Regions from separate parts of the Zea mays genome. Here region 2 is linked to region 1. The links are chromatin contacts, called in public Hi-C maps. All regions are on one chromosome and are shown on one strand. The core of a region is the stretch at or near the end of the contact, and the rest is flanking DNA. Distances in the headings are between cores, read along the strand shown. Region 1 holds the start of LOC100304368 (Thioredoxin domain-containing protein PLP3B). Region 2 holds the start of LOC100191865 (putative RING zinc finger domain superfamily protein).

Region 1 (6,123 bases), core at 2,484-4,983:
GAACTCATTAATTGAATGGGAATTATTTAAGTTTTTAAATTAATGTGAAAAAGGATATGAGTAAATAATAAGGAAAAGAGCATTAAAATTATGTGTTTTTTGTCAGAATAAAAATGCAATTATTGGGAGCTAACGTGCAAGGTGCCATGAAAAGCTTTGCTTGCAACTTAAACATCTATCCATGGCCTAGATTAATGAGTGTTTGCTATTCTTACAGAAGTGATAACATGTGTTTGCAATTATTATGATTCATAAAAAGAGTACAACCATGTGACAAAATTGAGCTCAGAGAGCAGACATGGAAAGCTGTATTATTGTTGGTATATAGAAAGTTGTATCATTGATGTGTATACTTCAACAATATGAGGCAGACTGATCAAACTTTTATTGGAACACTATGTTGCTAACATTTTAGTCAATTATGTGGCGCATAATGTTTTCCTTCTGAACTGATTGTGAACTTATCTCTTGATGACAGGTGCATTATTATTTTTTGCTCTATTGGGACTATCAGGTTGCTTCATAACCTGTTATGACCGAAGAGTACGAAATGATTTGGCTCAGCCTTGTCGAGAATTATGTCTTTGTTGCTGTCAACCAGGGTATGCATTAGTTAGCTCATTCTTCAACTCATCAAAGTATGGCCTTATACTAAAGCTATGTCTTAACCCTGAAAAACATTGGTCGACACAGTTGTTGTGGCATAGGAAAAATTTACACGAAGTAACGTGAAGAGATTATATATTTTTTCTCTAATTATATGAATGGATATAGATAGTTTGTTGCACTCGGATTGATAAAGCATGTTCAGCAAGGTTACATTAGGCCTAGGCGCTCTCTAGGCGCTGACCCATACTTTGATGACTAACATGTGTTCCTAGGCATTTTGGACCTTATTCTACCTTTTCTTAATATAATGAAGCGTAGCTCTACTGTGTTTTCGAGAAAAAAAAGGTTGGACAGAGACCCACCTTGGCACCTTGCCCACTCCAACCTTATCCATTCACCTCTTCTCAGTTCCAGCCACACTCGCATTTGCTCGCTTGTGTCTCCTGTGGCCTCTGCCTTCTCCCAGACACGCTTGTTGCCCACCCCCTCTGCCTTGTCCTTGTTATGCTCGTCACTGACGCCCGTGCCTTCTCCTGGCTGCACCCATCACCCGCCGCCATTCTCCTCCTGGACGCCGCCCGCCACTAACCTCCTTTTGGTAGCGCTTGTGGCCTGTGGCCTGCCCTCCTTCTGGGCCGTGGCCGTCTGTACTCGCTTCCTCGGCCGCCAGTCCGCCACCTGCCGTCCCTCAGGCAGCACGGCTCTGGATCTGGGGGCATGCTGCCTATCCACTGCTGCTCCCTTGTGGAACACTGATGTTTACTTGTACACAACTACAAGTACACATGCATGTACACCGTGCTCGTCATATATTCTCACAGGTGGTTGTACCAACATTTGTTCAATTTCAGGATGTGTGCAGATTGCCATCTACCTGGCACGTTATGCATGTGGACTGACTGCACCACCTGCTTCGAAGGTTGTGCTACCACAGCTGGCGAGTGTGGTGGTTGCTTGGGAGGTGCTGGGGAAGCTGGGCTACCTCTGCTTCTCATCATGGGGGTTATTGTGCTTGGGCTTTTCACGGTCATCGGCATATTCTACAGTGTCCTGGTCGCGACAATGGTTGGCCAGCGGATCTGGCAGCGGCATTATCACATTCTTGCAAAACGAATGCTAACCAAGGTGAGTGTGAGCGCTACCGTGTATTCATTATCACATTCTGTCTCACCTAGAGATGGCAATGGGTACCCGCGACCCGATACCCGATGGGTATTTACTCCATTAGGGTATGTATGTGGGCTAAATATTCTACCCGTGGGTCTGTTATTGGGCAAAAATCTTCACCCAATGGGTAAACGGGTATTAGAACGTTCCGCCTTCACCCATACCCGTTAACCCGTGGGTATAAAATACCCAATATAAACTTAGCCCAAGCATGAACTTTGACTTTAGTCATCCATCTTTTTTACTATTTAACAACCTTTTAGGCCATGATGTCATAGAAGACTTAACGACAATTTAATGACCATGTAATGGAACATGTAATATGCTATGTAGTACTATCCTAGTGTTACTACTTTATCCAATTATCTTTGGTGTGTTGAATGGATGGTTAAATGATGCTAGAAATTTTGTAATGGTATTTAGATGGATATACTTGACATTTTTATCATACAATATTTTGGTAGATGTTTAGCTTTTGTGGGTACGGGTGACCCGATGGGTGACCCATACCCACATGGGTATGGGTATGGGGGTAAATCCATACCCGCCAGTGTATATGGGTGACCCGATGGGGTTATTTTTGTGTCGTGGGTATGAGTATGGGGTTGTAATACCCGGTGGGTATTTACCCATTGCTGTCATGGTGGTGTATTCATGTTTGCTGTCATACGTCCAGGAGTATGTCGTAGAGGATGTCGATGGCGAGCGCACAGACTGGTGTCCGCCGCCGCTCCCTGCAGAGCACATCAGCCAGCTGAGGTCTCTGGGGCTTCTATAATAGCTAGGGTACTCGGCGTGGCATTACCCTACCCAGCTGTACAGGAGGCGATACAAAAGCAGGAAGTCAGGCATACTGCGTTGAAATGTGGCAATATTGATATCTTCTTTTTTTGTACATTGTAATGGCAACAGTTTCTTCCTGACAACCAAAAAGTTTTATACCAAGTGAAATCACGTACTTTACGAAGTCTGCGTGGCTTCTCACCTCTCCAAGTGACTTTGTCATGTTTAAATTCGCGTATCAGCCTATCGGCCTATCCTCCCTCATTCAGAATAACAATTGACAACGGGGATTCATCGAATTCTATACTCCAAAAATATTGACGTTCAAATATTAAAATTTTAAAATAGCTGTTTTTCAATATACCTTTTCTTTTCTTTTCTTTTTTTCTAATATATTTCTATGTTTTGTCTACCATATATCTTTACTGTGCTAAAGTCAACAAATATTATGGGCTCGAGAGAGTAAGGGCAGCTCCAACCAAACCCTCAAATTTTAATCACTATAGTTTGATATAGGATAAAACTAACTTCTTTATATTTTAGATAGTATATAACTCATGCTAATGATACGATTCTAAGGAGGGGCAGGCGGTTCTAACGCTATGATTCTCATGAGGCGTTGATGACGACAATGCGAGAGGAGTTGACGGCGGTGATGACACGAGAGAGATGAGAATGCTAGGGGCTGGGGGCTGGGCATGAGGGAGATGTGGATGCTAGGGGCGGAGGGGGGAGGGTCGCGGGAGAGATGATGAATGATATAAATAATATTATTAAATTTAAGTGAGTAAGAGAGAGTTATCCAGCTATCTAAATCGTTTGTTTTGATGATGTGTTAAGTTTGGATGCAATTTAGTTAGTGGTTTAGTGGAGGTTTTGTGTGGAGGTGATTTGGTTGAGTGAGTTTCGTAAAATATAAACATATGGATTATATAGTGGCATATAGAAAAGAGAACGAAATTATTCAGCCGTCCGATTTCTTTCCCCAAAAAGTAGAAAACTGTAAAGATTTATCACTTACAAAGTTACAAGGCGAACTGCCCAGGTTCTTTCAATTCAACTTCGGAAGCGGGCCTGTTGGGCTTAATACTTCGGTCTGGTGGGCCCATTTCCAGCGACTTGAAGAGCTTGCCAGCCACCGAGGCCTAGCTCACTTCGCTTCGCTTTTCCTTCACGAAAACAGAGCAAATCCGGCGAGCCGGTGCGGCGGCGGAGGGAGACGCCTGCTCGAGAAGGAGCATTAGCAGGAGGCAGCGGAGATGGATCCGGACGCAGTGAAGTCGACGCTCTCTAACCTTGCCTTCGGCAACGTCATCGCCGCCGCCGCCCGCGACCTCCAGAAGGTGACCGACTTCTTCCCCAATATTCCGGCGCCGCCTTACGCTGCCGCAGCTCTGCCTTTGATACCGCTATTGGATCGCGGAGTTTGACTAGGAGGTGGCTAGTGCCCGCGCGCAGGATCTCAGGGCTGGCGTGCGCGTACGCGGAGTTTGATTCAGACTAGGTTTTCTGGTCGGAATATTAGCTACTGACTACGCCCCGGAGGTGCTGAATTGCACCTCTGGGAACGCTTGCATGTTTGCTCGAGTGTCAGGACCTGGTTGCTAGTTCGAATGTAATGTGGTGTTGTGTTCGAGAGTGTAGTGGGGATGTGATCCATGGGAGTAATGGAATGGGCACGATCAATCCAGAACCTATTGCGTTTCAGGCGTTCGATAGAGTGATGGTGCTTGGTGCACAAGTACTTCTCGTGAACAAACTATGATGGCTCTGTGCAAACGAGTTTTGTGTAGCTGGATGTACTGGATTTTGTGCGGTGCGGAGTGGAGTGTGCTTCGGGAATAAGTAACTGAATTTTCCTCTCTCTTGGGATGAGAGTTGTATCGCGAGCCGGGTATTCAAATAACTCTTCTTGAGTTCTCGATCCGCTAAAGAAGATCTTATAGGTACATGTGACACTTTGCATTGTCTCAGGTGGTTTGTGTATGGCAGTGGTTTTTTAGTTAAAGGCCTTATTTCAGCAGTGAGCATGAGCTAGGAATTGTTTGAAATTGATAAAATTTAGAACTCCTAGCTTGTTGGAGGACCATGGACAAAAAAAAAAAAAAAAGAAGACAGATCCATGCTAGCGGCTCCCACATGAGTGTGGTATGGGGAAGGAATAACCAAGGCAAGCCTTACTTCTGAGGCTGCGTCGAACCTAGGACCTTTAGGCTCAGTGTAAAGGCTTCTCACCACTGTCACCATGGATTGGTAAAATTTAAGTTTTTTTGTATGCTATATGGCAAAAGATGGATTGATTGACTCCTGCATACAGCATTGCCTGACTATCATGGAAAAATCATTTATCAATTTTGTTTTTTTGGACATTTTTTGTTGATCCTGTGAACCCGCATTAATTCTTTGTTTGTTGTATCATTGCTTTGTTTCCGTCATTTTACAGTGGTTGGCAGACTCCCCATCTTGTTTCTACCATTTTCAGTAGTTTTTACATTCCATTATGGTATAGATATTAAATGTTTCTTCCTTTTTTTACCTTTGAATTTCACTTCTGACATTGTAAACGGAGCATGTTTTCTATGTGTTCCATTATGGATTTTAATTTTGTCATGCTGACATTGCCGCACATGATCTTAGGAAATGGTGGCTAAAGACAAGGCTCAAGCAGCACCTGCAAGCCATGATGAAGTTGATCTTGATGAGTTGATGGATGTGAGTCGAAGAAAAAAGTTTATTTACTTTTTCCCTTGAATTTGCCTTATTTGTGTGCAAATAGTATGTGTTATATCGTGGGTTGTCAAATTCATGGAACTTTTCACCAGGACCCTGAACTTGAGAAGTTGCACGCGGAGAGAATTGCTGCCCTTAAGGTACTGATCTTCATCTTTCACTTATGAAGCTTATGCAAGCGTTATATTCTTTTTATTCCTGAAAGCTCTCTGTGCAACAGAAAGAGGTTGAGAAGCGTGAAGTGCTAAAAAGGCAAGGTCACGGTGAATACAGGGAGGTAATTGAAGGGGACTTCCTTGGGGAGGTTACTGGCAGTGAAAGAGTCATATGTCATTTCTATCACCGTGAATTTTACCGTTGCAAGTATGCCATAACTTGTCTTTCTTGTTTTCTTGAGATATTATTTTTGTTGTTGGTACTTATGGAAATATTTTCTGTGGATATTTGCTAGGATCATGGATAAGCATTTGAAGGCCCTTGCTCCTGTCTATGTGGGAACAAAATTCATCAAGCTTGATGCTGAAGTGTGTTTACGACTACCACTTGGCTATAAATTACTTTGTTTTAATAATTATGAAGCCTAATGTCATCTATAATTAACTGCAGAATGCTCCATTCTTTGTAGCCAAACTGGCAATCAAAACCTTGCCATGTGTAATATTGTTCAAGTAAGTGTACAAGTTATTCATTACTCCTACCTATTTGACAATGTTTTTTGCTGTTTGGTACCCTGCAATCTTCCTACTTCACCATACTATCATCCCTGTCCTATTTCAGGAAGGGTATTGCTGTTGACCGGTTAGTTGGGTTTCAAGATCTCGGAAGTAAAGACGA
Region 2 (6,123 bases), core at 1,133-3,632, 220 kb after region 1:
GCTAGATATATAGGGAGAGAGCACGCAAGCGTAGAAAGAAGCTCAGCCGGAGCAGCTCCAAACCAAGAGGCACCCGCACCAAGCGCCAATCCGAGAAGGGCGAGAGAATGCGAGTGTCTTCCCAGCCCTAGACCCGTCGAAGCGACACAACACCACCACCAACTCTGTAGCATATGTCGGCTGCTGCCACGCTATGGGCCTTGGTTGTCCAATATCTCAGACCTGGACTCCTCATCGCTAAGATAACCTAAGTGTGGCAGGTGCCACCATGTCCTCCTCGACGACACGCACGGAGAAAGGCCAGGAGTGTGACCAACTCGCGCCGTACTCGCGTCGACGAGCGTCGGTCGGCTTGCGGTTGCGACCGTGGGCAGGAGCAGCAGGTTGGGGAGGAAGAACAGAGCGAAGGCCGGGAAGACGAACGGGACGCCCGACGATGGCGAAAACGATGGTGCGCGCATGATGTGAAACGTCCTCGTGGATATTCAATAGCCATTGCGCGAGTCGGTGTCGAGGATGGTGTTGGACGAATACGAGGAAGAGGTGCATGCTCCTACGCCTCTCTGCCGAGAATAGGGTGGCGCGGAGGTGGATGCATGAGGGGAGAGATAAAAGAAGTAGAATGACGAATAAGGTGGTGGTAACTGAGACGAGGACCATCATTATCGTGCGAAGGTATAGATGACCAAATGAGTCGTGTCTCGCGAGCCGGCCCGAGGCACGACCCATTTAATAGTGTTTGGGCCAACCCGGCACGAGCGGCGTGCTGGCCCAACCCGACACGATTTTTTTATTTTACAAAAAATGATATATATATATATATATAATTTATATTCGATATTATAAACACATAAGCATGATGTTCTATTGGTTAGACAGCTTCGTCCAGTGGGAATGCGGGTTCAAACCCTATCTTTTACACCGCTTTTTAACATTTTATATTGAGTTGATTTGAAAGAAATGTAGAGTCTTTATGTAAAAAATGACGTAGTACGACCCTTGAAACTAGTAAAGTATAGTAGAGATACAGGGAAAGACGTAATTGGCGACGCAACTCGCCGATCTCTCTTCCCAGGTATTGGATGGGGACTGGCGATGGAAACGCAACTCGCAAGCGTCGAGCGGCAGCCACAGCTCCGCAGGTCGCAATGGTATCCCGCCGTCGGCTTTCCATGTATCTCTTTATTATCTAACTCAGTTTCCAACGTAACGTAAATGGGGATGTAGTTCAGATGGTAGAACGCTCGCTTAGCATGCGAGAGGTACGGGGATCGATACCCCGCATCTCCATTTTTTTTTTGTTTTGGGCTTCGTGGCATTACCATTGTACATATGGGCGTTCGTTACCAGAACCCGGCCCAAGAGCTTTTGTTATCGTTCTCCCTAAAACGGCCCACAGAGGCAGCCCCACCTAGTACAGGAGTCCCACCCGTCAGGCCGCCGGCACAGACACAGCGCATGGGCACGTGGGGCCGGTAGCGGGACGCGTCGCGCGAGTGCGGGTGGGCCACTCGTCCCAGGCAGAGCATGGTCAATCGGCCATAAATCTACCTTGTTTGTGCCAACGGCCAACAAACACCCAACCACAACAATATATCTACTGCTGCTGCTGCCGTTGCCCGTTCCTATTTAAAATGGGATTTGTTCCACCACCCCATCACTTAATATCCTGCTTCTGCTAACCCGCAAGCTACTCTGTTTTTGCTATACATATCACATCAAATTCATAGTAAACTATATATAAAAAAAAGGAGAGAATTAGAGAGAATAAGCCTGCTCGCTAGTAGCCAGCTAAAAAAGACCGCTCACAAAACTACTCTTACACGACTAGTTTGAGAGCTCCATTTTACCGAGCGATTTATATTTCCAAAGGAAAAATAAACTATTTTTTTCTTAGAAAAATGAAAATTTGGTGTAATGAGATTTCTAAACTAGCTTTAAATAATTTATAAGAGGAACAGAGAGACCAAGTATTAAACGTACCATTTGTATCGTGAGCTAGTTATTATATTACTGATTTTTTTAGTTGGTAACATGTGGCATGACAGTATTATATTATAAAAAGCCTACTATAATCTATATCATTAACCTTGCTCGTCTTGTCCCGGGATAAATAATGCAAAAGAAATCGTGCTTAAAAAAGCACTGACCTGACCCCAGTCCCCACTGTCAACTGAGCAAGATATTCCATGAAAGCTGCTTTCTAACTCCTGGCTTTTATTTTAAACCACTCATGCGTATAGTAGTCCAGTAGTGTCATAATCTCCGTCAAAATCATTTTCATCTTTTTTACATGGACAGACTTCCATGACAAATCTCACAGGTCACCCTTCCACCACATCACCACCGCATTCACATCGAACAACAACAACACAAGGCGAGGCCGAGTCGAGTAGCGCGACCACACACACACACCGCGTCGAGTCTCACACGGCACGGCAGGGCACGCGTCAAGGCGATCCGTTCCATGCCGCCGCCGCTGCCGCTGCCGGAGGAGGAGGAGGAGGAGAAGCCGCTGCCGCGGCGAAAGCCAGAGCCGAAGCCGCCTAAGCCCAAGCCCACCAAGAGGCCCAGGCCGATTGGGCCGCTGCCTCAGCGGGACGGGGACCCCGGCGGCGGCGTCGCCACGTCCCCTCCGCTCCTCTTCTGCGGCGACGGCTGCTCCGGCCCGTGCGCCTACTTGCCCCAGTGCCAGCCGCCGCCTCCGCCGTCCCCTGGGGCCACCGTGCGCCTCCGCTCGAGCCGGCTCCCGACCCCGCTCGTCGCGCTCTCGGCGTCGCTCCTCACCGTGTCCGCGGTCCTCCTGCTCGCGCTGCTCGTCCACTGCCTGGTCGCGCGGCGGCGGCGGGCGCAAGGCGCGCCGCTGGCCCACCACGCCGAGACGGGAGGGGGCCAGGTTCTGGCTGGCGCGGTGGCGCAGCAGGCCGGCGAGGGGGAGGACGAGGAGGCCGCCGGCGGCGGCGTGCACCACGTGTGGTACATACGCACCAAGGGCCTCGACGAGCGCGCCATCTCGGCGATCGCCGCGGTCGTGTACGACGCCAAGAAGCGCGGCGCCGGCGCCAGCTCCGACGGCGGCGGCAGCTGCGCGGTGTGCCTCGCGGAGTTCCGCCACGGCGAGACGCTGCGCCTGCTGCCGCGCTGCGCCCACGCCTTCCACCGCGCCTGCATCGACACCTGGCTCCGCGCCCACGTCAACTGCCCGCTCTGCCGCGCGCCCGTGCAGGTCGCCGCCGCCGCCGCTAACCCCAACCCCGCACCGGGAACGTCCGGGCGCCGGGAAGAGGGTAACCCTGCTGCTGGCGCCGTCATCGGTGGCGTTCAAACACAGGACCCCGCGCGCGGCGGCGGCTTTCCTGACCGGGCCGTCAGGCGGGCCGCGTCGTCCATGGCGGCGCTGCCGCGGCGGGCGTGGCCGGACGTCCCGCTGCGTGCGCCGGCGTCGAGCAGCTTCCGCGACGGCGAGGACGACGTGACGGGGCTCGGCAAGATCAGGCGGCTCCTCAAGCTCTCGGACGCGCTGGAGATGGCCGGGGTCGGGGTACACCGGTCCGCCTCGTTCGGCGCCGCTACCTGCCAGCGCTTGCCGCCAAGGCCGGGGCCGTCGGCGCCCGGCGTCAGCGCCGACGAGACGTCATAGCGAACCGACTGAGGCCGACGACGAGGCCATCGGTGGTCTGGTGAAACTTGCAGCTTTGGGAGCTGGGAGCTTGGAGGAGTGAAGGTTGGTGTTGGTTTGCCAAGTTTTTGTGTGTGCCGGGCACGAGACATGAGAAGGTAAAAAATGATATCTTTTCCATGTTTCTTGTATAATCGCTTCGTCAGCAGTAACAAGTAAATAACTCGTGAGCCTGTGCATGCACTGCGGAGCGTCAGGAATTGTAAGTAAGAAAGAATCCTTGACGGAAGTAGTTTTGTATGCGAAATTTACAGCACGAATACATGTGTAAGATACGTGTAAGGGCATGTTCGTTTTGGAGCGGAACGAAGGGAATTGGAGGGGCTATTCAAAATTGAATAGGAAGGTATTTAATCCTCTCCAATCGACATAGCCTAAGAGATCACTCATGTTCGTTATGGGTACATGAATGATCTGAAGTTATATGTTGCTCAGATTTGTTTCACTCCTATCTAGTTTCTCTGTATCAAACATGGCCTTTTAAGGCCCTGTTTACTATTACTTGAGCTTCAAAATTTGGTGAGGTCGATGAAGAGCTTCAGAAGATCGTTAAGCTGAAGTTATATACAGTTAGAAGAAGCTTAGATAAGCAATTTTATTTTGTATTTAGATTAATAATTTTTAAAGCAATTTAAATTTATATTATACATCACAGCTTCACGATGAAGCTGAAACCTAGAGTCTAGAGCAGTGCCAAACACCCACTAAACCTGGTATGTCTAGAGGTTAGGATTATGGACAAAGTTCCATCTGACAGGCCGTCTCACCTGCATTGCCATGTCTCTGTCAGGGCACTAACACCTCATTTAAAAATTCCAACGCTAATGGTGTGAGGTTGAAGTAGGCAGGGTAGTTCTGCCCAGTCGCCTGTCGAGGCAGTGTGCATCAATTGCTTGGACCGGACGGCTGTTCTGCGTCGCTGTTGGTCATCAAATGAGATGTGGATGCTGGCAGTGTGTGCCTGTGCTGCTGATGGCTGGCTCGCTGTGGCCTGTGGGTGAAGCTTCTTCCTTCTGGGATGGGCAGGCAATCACCTTCCAACGCAACACAATATGTAAAAAGTTAGGTGTGCGGTGTACCTCTCACGATTCTTTTAGGTTCATTGAGGATTAAGGTCATGCACACAACACAACACACCTCACGCCTTTGACCCTTTTGACACTCAGAACTCAGAAGGTTCGTCTGACTGTAGTGCACTTCACTGCTGAGTACACGCGCAGTATTGGTCTTGGGGATAGTAACCAAAGATGACACCATTGAGTTCAGCAAACCTAGCAAGGGCAACAAGACATTTGCAAGTTCCAACGCAAAAAAAAGGTCATCCAAACACAGATTGTTCTCCTTGCAACTCACTGTATTGGACTCTTGGGACGATCTCCTTGCAACTCACAAGTGCGGCATGATTAAACATAAACACAGATGACTATCACTTGCGGCCATCATCAACTTACAAAACTTGGACAACCTGAGTACATGACCCTTTCTACTACAAACATGAAAGGGCTCAACACCTTTTGCTGTATTGTTGTATCCTTGAGAAAATAATGAAGTTGACCTAAGTCCAAAACTTGTCCAATCTCTGAAGCAACACTACTAATATGTCCAGTAGAGTAGATCAGTCAGGGGAGCGGTGGGGCTCAACAGAAATCTATCTCAACGCGGCAACATCGCCAGAATGTCTTCTTTGTGCTGCATACAGTAGTACACTAAAACTGCAAGAATGATAACTAGTAGGATGGGCCATATACTTGTTCCTGTCAGTAAACAACCATCCGTTTTTTAGTATAGGGCTTGCAAGGAATGGCTGGGAGAAAAAAAAAAAGCAAATCTATGATTGAAAGGTGCAGCATACCATTACTCTTCGGGGAACCAACGTACGTCACCCTTGCAGTAGAGTCAAAGGAAGTTGACAGCAATGTTCTGGGATGATGTAGAGCAACTACATTGAGAAATTGCATTTTTTTTCCCTTTAGATTTGTCAACTCGAAGTTAAAGATACTAACCTTGAATCCTGAGAGAAGGACAGTGTAGTCACAACACCAAGATGGGCCTTTTTAACTGTTACAAGTGTCCGCATGTCTTTTGAGTCGACTATGACCACGCTTCCTTCGATTGTTCCACTAGAAACCAAAGGCAGACAAATAATTTTTTTTAAGAAAATACAGCCACGCTATGTCTACAAGATGATTATAAATAAAACCAAAGGAATATTTCCAATCTCACATTGCAAGGAGAGCACCGTTGGGCGACACCGCAAACGCTGAAATTGCCTCACGAGTTATTTTCTTTGATCCTGTTCTTGTCCATGAGGTAGTATTCCAAGATACTATTTTTCCATAATCACCTAAAAAAAATATTACTCAGGTATTGCCAAACCTTAAGCTTGTTGCCTAATTCAGTTTGTAACTAGATCAACGTAAACCTTAATGTCACCTTCCATTGCT

What was found. Hi-C and Micro-C count contacts between places; a contact is called where the count stands out from the background.
Region 2: a contact with region 1 is called in a Hi-C map of ear, with 2.6 times the contacts expected there. The contact joins the promoter of LOC100191865 here to the promoter of LOC100304368 in region 1. A contact is called at or near these places in 4 of 25 Hi-C or Micro-C datasets (ear, leaf and tassel).

The regions. Positions count from the first base shown.
Region 1 is chr2:235,240,369-235,246,491 of Zm-B73-REFERENCE-NAM-5.0, forward strand. It overlaps LOC100304368 (Thioredoxin domain-containing protein PLP3B), which reads left to right and starts at 3,734. Exons shown (of 8, transcript NM_001165806.1): 1 at 3,734-3,902; 2 at 5,197-5,271; 3 at 5,382-5,429; 4 at 5,510-5,652; 5 at 5,741-5,813; 6 at 5,896-5,957; 7 at 6,067-6,123. The coding sequence starts at 3,819. It overlaps LOC100282791, which reads left to right. Exons shown (of 7, transcript NM_001155697.2): 5 at 479-602; 6 at 1,461-1,734; 7 at 2,453-2,781. The coding sequence ends at 2,554.
Region 2 is chr2:235,463,098-235,469,220 of Zm-B73-REFERENCE-NAM-5.0, forward strand. LOC100191865 (putative RING zinc finger domain superfamily protein) reads left to right here and starts at 2,383. Exons shown (of 1, transcript NM_001137289.1): 1 at 2,383-3,959. The coding sequence starts at 2,468. The coding sequence ends at 3,640. It overlaps TRNAA-AGC (transfer RNA alanine (anticodon AGC)), which reads left to right and starts at 1,218; the gene lies at 1,218-1,290. It overlaps LOC100284345 (sec12-like protein 2), which reads right to left. Exons shown (of 10, transcript NM_001157240.2): 6 at 6,113-6,123; 7 at 5,903-6,023; 8 at 5,683-5,799; 9 at 5,532-5,599; 10 at 4,999-5,433. The coding sequence ends at 5,333.